Regions from separate parts of the Hordeum vulgare genome. Here regions 1 and 3 are each linked to region 2. A link is a contact called in public Hi-C data. All regions are on one chromosome and are shown on one strand. Each heading gives the region's core, a stretch centred on a gene start, on an enhancer-like site or on the middle of the called end of the contact. The rest is flanking DNA. Distances are from core to core; before and after follow the strand shown.

Region 1 (2,700 bases), core at 27-2,526, 300 kb after region 2:
CGATGAATTTCGCTTACGTTGGTGAACCTATTGTAGAACTCGAAGAGTTGGTCTAGCTTCTCCACATCCCTTCCCGCCACCGCCCTTGGGTGGTCCTCCCAAGTTGCTTCCACCTCATCTTCAGCCCCGAGAAGCACTGAGAGACACACTCGATCAACGGAATTGAAACAACGGAACGATATCGATATGTTTGAGAAGAATGGGCGGGGGTGGCGTCATGGGGAGAGGCATACGAAAGGATGCGAGGGGGGCACATGTGGGACATGAACCTCGAGATCCTCCATGGTGATGTGTGGCACAAAAATTACCTTCTCGGTTGCTCTCCATAAGGTCATTCCTCAATCGATGGTGAGTTGATGTGTTCGCTCCTAGAATATAGTGTTCTTGTTTACAATAATGGTCGCCACAACGGTTTTTTGGTGTGTGGGGAAACAGTCTTCATTTTTTATATACCAATGTAACATTAATGAACCCTTTTAACATGTCGCCTCTTACCTTATCATAAACGTTCATATGTGGAATATGAGGATAAAAAAGGTAAGAGTTATTCAAACCCACTATTTGCTCTTAGTGAATTAGTTTTTTTAGTTTACAGGTAATTCGTCAGAAATACGGGATGGTCGGTACTTCGATTTTTGTATCACAGATAGCGCAACAAAAAGTTCAAATGCCGGTTTGCTGTAATTCATCGGAAATACGGGATGGTTGGTACACCATTTTTATACCAGGTTTCCTCTTGCCCCTACATTCAATATCTAACGATTGAACTGTGCACATTTATATGTTTGTGGCTTCCTCGTTTATATGTTTGTGGATTACTCATAAACGTTCAGATGGAGAATGTGATACGCACAAATGATGACAAATTAACAGGGTGATGTTTGTTGCACAACCTGGCCAAATACATGCGTGCAAACTAGCACAAAAAAAAAGGTTAAAACAGTCTAACAGAAGTTAGGTGAACAGGGGGATCCAAAGCCATGCTTTTAATCTGTAACGTGCTAGCAAGGCACGAAACACAAGCGCACGGCTGCAATCGCATAATAATAATAAAAATAATAATAAACCCCTAAAAATACCAAAACTTAACCCAAGGGGAAAAGAAAAGGCTTGCGCGCGCGTGTGAGATGGCGAGAGGCAAGCCCCACGCAGCAGTCGGTGGGCCCAACCCTCGGACGCCCCACGACACCGGTGGGCTGCGTGAGCTTGCCCCCGCCCGCCCGCTCCCCCCATCCCCTCTCCCTTTCCTCTCCCCCTTTCTCCTGCTCCGGCCTGTATATATAATCCCCATCTTTTATATATTTCCATGGTGTGCATCCGCCTGGGAAAGAGCAGAGGCAAAAATTCAGCAATTAATTTATAGAGAGCAAGAGGGGGGCATATAAGAGCGTGGAAGGGAAGAGATAGATAGATATAGAGAAAGAAAGGTATGACAGGGAGATGAAAGAAATGAGACAACAACCCTCTTAGCCTCCTCCCCGGCCCTCTCCTCCGTCCCCTCTCCTCCACTTCTATCCCCTCAGTGCCAACAAGGAGCAGCAAGGCAGGAGAAGAAGAAGCTAGCAGGGAGGGAGTGAGGTATCCCATGTTTTTTTCCTCCTCTCTAGCTCCTTGTTGTGTTCCTTTCAGAATTTTTAAATATCTGTATGTATGTGAGTTCTGTGGGTGTGGGTGTTTGCGAGCTTTTGTTCGTATGCCTTCTCTTTTTTTTTACTTTGTTTTGAGTGCAACTGTTTGTTTGTTTGGATTTCCCTGTCCACTTTGTTCTTTTGTTAATCTCGGAAGGGTCCTAAGCGGCCGAGGCCTTGGAGTTTTTCTCGGCTCCTTGTCGATTTGTTTGTTGTTTCAGATCGGTTCCAAGGGGACGCAGCGCATACATATGAGATAGGTATTAGCCATCACGCGCTCAGGGAATTTTGGGGCCTTTCCATCTGCTCCTTCCCAGTCCCAGTTCTCTTCTTTCGTCGTCGTTCTCCTCCTTAATTTGTACCTAGCTCGGGCGTCGGGGAACAAGAGTCTTCCAGATCTCTTTCTCTCTCCCTCCCATGGTCGCTTGCTTGTATTTGCTGTGCAGTGTCAGTTTTTACTCTCTTAATTGCGACGTCTCACATGGAAAATCTTTGCTTGTTTCAGCGAAGGGGGAAGAAGAAGGAGCACTGCCAATCCCTGAACAATCCGGAGTTGGTGCGAGGACCTAGGTTGGGAGGCGATGGCATCGAATTCATCGGCAGCGGCTGCGGCGGCGTTCTTCGGGATGAGGGATGGGGACCAGCAAGACCAGATGAAGCCGCTGATATCACAGCAGCAGCACCAGCAGCACCAGCAGCACCAGCTGGCAGCGGTGGCACTGTCCGGCGCGGGTAACGCGGCGCCTGCGGCGTCAAGCCAAGGCGCTCCGGCGGCGGCGCCACCGGCCAAGAAGAAGAGGACTCTACCTGGTAATCCAATCGTGGACCCTGGTTAATATTTTCAGTCATGCATGCTAACTGCAAGGTCTTGTCTGGACTGATTGGAGTCTTATCGTTTGGTTCCTGACAGTGCAAGCATCTTCTCTCACATGCGCACACTGGGTTTTCTCTCTCTCTCTCCAGTTTTTAGTATCTTCTACTCCTTTTACTCAGTTACTTCTTTCTTTGGGTTCTTGCTTCGGAGTAAATAAATACTTGGTATACTGCCGGTCCTCACGCCGGAGAGAATTGC
Region 2 (2,700 bases), core at 72-2,571:
GCTACCACATTCCGTAGAAACGGTGGCTCCCTTGCCCATATCACCAAAACCAGGAGGAGAACCTCCACCATCATCATTCGAAGTAATACAAGGTGCGTCTAAATTGGAAACATTGGGTCTTCGAGCATGAAAATCAATTAACCTCGCCCGAAAACAAGGAGCAATAAGAATTGAGGACATACCTCCGTCGCCAGGCCACAGAGGGTGTTCAATGTCTCGATGCCACACCTGTATCGGAATGAGAGGCGACCTCAAACGTTGCGACGCGGGGGGAGCACCCCCGACAGTAGCACACCTGGGGGGAAGTTGGCCATGGCATCCACCCGCGGTGGCCGAATATTAAGGCGGGAAGGGTTCATCGTGCGGTAAAACACCCACCGCGTCGCGTGCGCCGGATCTAATGACTCGGTCTCCTGAATTGCCGAGAAGATGAGCTCCACATCCATACATTCGTCGTCCCCCATGAATCGAGCGGACTTGGCGAACGTCGCGTATTAGATGATTCCGACGTGGATCTTCAACCACTTGCTCCGGTCGGGAAATCGGTCCAGCACCACCCTCCTCATCTCCATGCAGGCCTCCGACGAGTTGGAGTCGATAAGAGGCGGTTGGTTTACCGTAGGAGACGGCAATGCCACCAGCTATGCCACCCGTGACATCGTAGCCAGCCGCCGGATCCGAAGCTCTTGGGTGGGAGAGAGTGATGCGGTGGATGGGCGGGGAGTGCCGTGGGTGGATGGATATATGTCACCGCTAGTGTGGTTCCGTGAAGGGAGAAAGGGGAGATAGAGAAAGAGGCTGTCATCTTTTCTTCTCGACGGATTCGTAAAAATCACCATCATACGTCTTTAAAGGAGATTTACGAGATGAGATGAGGCGGGCTGTTTTGGTTGCTTATATTATGATAAAACAGACCCACCCTGAAATGTCACGAGAGAGATGAGTGAGGAAGATGGATTACTGTGTTAACTCTGTAACTCATTCCCCGTAAGTCTAGCATCTTGGGTGATTATTCATCCGTCCAAGCAAATGATGGGCACGAAACTTGGCCCAAAGGTAAACCCAAATGCACACACAAGAAAAAGGTGAACCCAAATGCAAGATCAGAATCATCGGTACACCGCCAACCTCATCATCATCAGAAAAAAGAAAAAAAAACCATCGGTTCACCGTAACACGGCCTTCTGCCACGACCCCCAAACACAGTGACGTACGCAACTCATACACGCCAGGGAAAGATATTCCAAAACTTTTTGGAAAAAACAAACACCACCCCTGAAAACGGCAGAATTTTACGAATCGTCCTCCTCTTGGGAGGCAATTGGCGCTCTGTTCGGCGCCGCTCCCTTCTTTCTCCCCACTCTCTAGGGCCGCCAAAGTTTCCCGGCCTCCTCGTCTTCGCCCCCAATTCTCCCGCTCCCCGCCGCCGCCGCCGCCTCGGATCCTCGCCTACTAGAGAGCAGCACCGCGCCCGCCCGACCGCCTCGCGCGCCTCCCCCCCCGAAACCCTAGACCCCAGAGGAACCCGCAGCCCCGCCGCCGCAGCCCCGATGCGGCGGGACTTCGAGGAGATCTCCGACGAGGAGTGGTCGAACCACAACTTCAAGCCCTCCCGGGTCCTCAAGCGCCCCCACCGGAGCCCCCAGCAGCCGGCCGGGCGGCCTCCCCCTCCCATCGATTCGTTCCGCTACGATCCCAAGCCTTCCTCCGCTGTCGGCACCAGCAACGGCACCACCGTCGTCCTCTCCGACGACGACGACTTCGACCTGGGGAAAGGCGCCAAGGCGCGCCGCGCCGAGAATAGCTCGCGCGTGCTCAAGCGCCCCCAGCACAAAAGCCCGCCTAGGCGGGCCACGGCGTCCACCCAATCCTCCCGGCACAACAATAAACCCCCCAAGGCCGCCATCCCGGTGGCGCTCTCCGACGAGGACTTCGACCCCGAAGACGAGGATTTCGGCCTCCCCGCTTCGAGGAGACGGCCACGCCCTTCCACTGGTCGACGGCTGGCAACCGCCTCCATTGACCTCTCCGATGAAGAGGAGGATCTAGACCTCACATTTGAGGACTCTGACCTCGCGGACGATGACTCTGACCTCGCAGATGACGATTCCGACCACCCTGCTCCGAGCTCATCACGGCCGCGCCGCACCACTGGTCGCCGATTCGTGATCGAGGACGACGATGACAGTGATGGCTCCGTGGCTGCTGGTGTGGTGGAGTTAGGAGATGAAGAAGAGGATGATGGGGTGAACTGGTCGGAGTTGGAGAACGAGGATGATGAAGATGGGGATTACAATGGGCAGAGTCGTGTGAAGTCCGAGGAGGTGGAAGGGGATGTGGTGGGGAAGGCATTGCGCAGGTGCTCGCGGATTTCGGTTGATCTGAGGCAGGAGCTGTATGGTTCGTCAGCACGGAATTGTGAAAGTTATGCTGAGACAGATGCCTCCACCGTCCGGATTGTCACTCAGGTACAGTTATCAGTTTTGATGCACTTTACAGGTCTTCAACGATCGAGTTTTTGTCTTTTGATGCAATGTGATATGAGAACAGGAAGATGTGGATGCCGCATGCACAAGCGAGGACTTGGATTTCAACCCGGTGCTGAAGCCATACCAGCTTGTGGGGGTCAATTTCCTTCTACTGTTGCATCGTAAAGGCATCGGCGGAGGTGATTTCTTTGGGAACTGAACTTTTGGACCC
Region 3 (2,700 bases), core at 161-2,660, 320 kb before region 2:
TGGAGGCTCGAACATGGATAAACCCTCTTTGCGACCTCGGATCCACGACTTCCAGTTGTGCTTGGACCCTATCGAGGGATCTAGCGGTGTTTTGCACCATCAGTTGGCACGTCAGCTCTCGATTTTGTAACATATCTTCTTCCGCCTCCATCGAGCTTCTGCTGGGGAAGAACCTAACTTTTGACTCCCTCAAGTTTATTGTTGATGGGGAGGGCTGGGTCGACATCAACCCACCGGCCCACCTAGTACGCACAATCTACGTCGAGGGTGTCACCTTCACCACCAACACTCATAACGACCTCTGATTATGCGTACAACCTATTCAACGCGAGGCACGGGGTAGCTTCCTAATCTCAGCGACACTACTGTCGGGCCTAAATCATCTCTTTCCCATGTGGACTACTGAACTATAGGGTTGCATATCAGCAGCAACTCCGTCAACACCTCCACAGAGACATAAAGTTTTGCTATGGTTTGTGACAACTTCCACATTGACCATGTACCATAGGATTATTTCATTGATGAAACCATCTCGTATTGCAGGCCACAACATAATCTACTATCGTTCTCTCGCCACGAGGAACTCAACAGCGAACCAGCCTCACGGGAAGATGATGATGCTAGAGAAGCTATAGCTCCATTGGCCAAAAATTGGCCTTCAAGCCACGGACGCCTCGGCGAACAACAGAATACCGCCATGGAGGGCAACATCTCATAAAAAGCTACAGAGGAGGTCAAGGACTACTTCCGTAGGTGATCTCGCTACACAAGGTGATGAAAGCGGAGGAAGCGGTTGAGGCATGCGATAGCGTGACACCACGATCGACCATGATAACTGCCGAACCAACAAAGCAAACAGAGTCGTACCCTCCATCCTCGTGGAGGAAAAAATCCATTTTAAACCCTGAATTCATAGAGGTTCGGTGAATCAAACCCTCAAGTCCAAATCCCTGTCGTTTGCACCCTAAACTATATGATCCCGGTCTAAATCGAACCCTCAGACTGCTCACGTGAGAAATGTCAACCGAGATTCGGCTGGCTGATGGGCCAGGGAGCGCGTTGGGTCGACCCAATTTTTTGTTAGACTGCTAAAAAAGGCCGCCGCATGATCTAAAAAAATAAAAAACAAGAAAAATGAACAAAAAAAGTTAATAAAAGCAAAAAAGTTAATTAAAAAGGCTGTCCTTTTTCAAAAAATGAATATATATATATATATATAATAGAATGAAAATTAATATTAAAAAAGAAAAAAGAAGAAAAAAGAAAAAACATACATTGGGCAGCTGCAGCAGTTGGAGCTAAAGATGGAGAGGCAGCGACGCAGCGCACTCGGACGAATCCACGACACACGGTGCACACGCACGGCTCGGGTTGGCATCACTTCGCTTGGCGGCGAGACGAGCACGTACGCCGACGTGCCCAACGCCAGTGGTGCGCGTGTGGGTGTGGCCCAGCCAGGGACTCTTCGGCCAATGCCGTCCGTGCGCCGTGCATGGGTACGTACGTACGCAGCTAGCGCACGCTGGCCGGCTCAAACGCGCGCAATTAGCTATGGGAGTGTGTAGCAATAATGCTAGACTTACGTATAAGTCTACGAAATCTTACTTACTAACTTTTTTTTTTAATCTAATACTGACCCCTTTGATTTTCCATGTGACATTTCAAAATATATTTAAATATTATAAAAATAGTAGGTGACATTTCAAAATATATTTAAATATTATAAAAATAATACGGGGCATTTCAAAATATATTTAAATATTATAAAAATAGTACATGCAATTTCAAAATATATTTAAATATTACAAAAATAGTACGTGGCGTTTGAAAATATATTTAAATATTATAAAAATAGTATGTGGTATTTTAAAATATATTTAAATATTACACATATAGTATGTGGTATTTTAAAATATATTTAAATATTATAAAAATAGTACGTGGCATTTTAAAATAAATTTAATATTACAAAAGTAGTACGTGGCATTTCAAAATATATTTAACTATTATAAAAATAGTATGTGGTATTTAAAAATATATTTAAATATTATACAAATAGTACGTGGCATTTTAAATGATATTTAAATATTATAAAAATAGTACGTGCCATTTGAAAATATATTTAAATATTATAAAAATAGTACGTGCCATTTCAAAATATATTTAAATGTTATAAAAATAGTACGTGACATTTCAAAATATATTTAAATGTTATAAAAATAATAGGTGGCATTTTAAAATATATTTAAATATTATAAAAATAGTATATGGCATTTCAAAATATTGTGAAGTCCGAGAACGAGATGGACTTGACTAGGCTGGCCCAGCCATTTTCGCGCGTGCCCTTCGAGGCGCAGCCCAATCCTGATTCAATGAACAATCCCGGTTTGCCAAATGAACCCAAGATTCTTTTTTGATCGAAATTACATAGTTTAGGGTGCAATCGACGGCGATTTTGAGTTGGAGGTTCATTTTGCCGAACCTTTACAAATTCAGAGTACAAAATAGACTTTTTCCCCTCGTGGACCAAGGGATCACCTAATCCACATGTTAGGAAACCGGTCCACCTATTGGTGCGCGTGCCTCTTAGCATGTACGGTTTCACAGATTACCTTAAATGGATACTTATTCCTTGACCCTCCTACCCTATATAAATAAATAAGTAACAACCATTGTAATAGAGATCAATCATAAATAAAG

The links. Hi-C and Micro-C count contacts between places; a contact is called where the count stands out from the background.
Region 1: a contact with region 2 is called in a Hi-C map of seedling, with 2.8 times the contacts expected there. The contact joins the promoter of LOC123427488 here to the promoter of LOC123427489 in region 2. A contact is called at or near these places in 3 of 6 Hi-C or Micro-C datasets (leaf and seedling) and 1 of 1 datasets of contacts at active chromatin or transcription factors (embryo).
Region 3: a contact with region 2 is called in a Hi-C map of leaf, with 2.5 times the contacts expected there. The contact joins the enhancer-like site here to the promoter of LOC123427489 in region 2. A contact is called at or near these places in 2 of 6 Hi-C or Micro-C datasets (leaf and seedling) and 1 of 1 datasets of contacts at active chromatin or transcription factors (embryo).

What each region holds. Positions count from the first base shown.
Region 1 is chr2H:588,338,731-588,341,430 of MorexV3_pseudomolecules_assembly, reverse strand. LOC123427488 (protein indeterminate-domain 4, chloroplastic-like) reads left to right here and starts at 1,276. Exons shown (of 4, transcript XM_045111548.1): 1 at 1,276-1,578; 2 at 2,134-2,438. The coding sequence starts at 2,210.
Region 2 is chr2H:588,641,912-588,644,611 of MorexV3_pseudomolecules_assembly, reverse strand. LOC123427489 (protein CHROMATIN REMODELING 19) reads left to right here and starts at 1,321. Exons shown (of 13, transcript XM_045111553.1): 1 at 1,321-2,468; 2 at 2,551-2,668. The coding sequence starts at 1,551.
Region 3 is chr2H:588,965,536-588,968,235 of MorexV3_pseudomolecules_assembly, reverse strand. No RefSeq gene overlaps it. Among protein-coding and RNA genes, the nearest start is that of LOC123430656, 35 kb to the right of the region's middle. Within about 2 kb of position 1,410, at least 2 of the 3 cell types and tissues checked have open chromatin away from gene starts, as enhancers often do. A contact at or near this core is called in leaf and seedling, where this site is marked.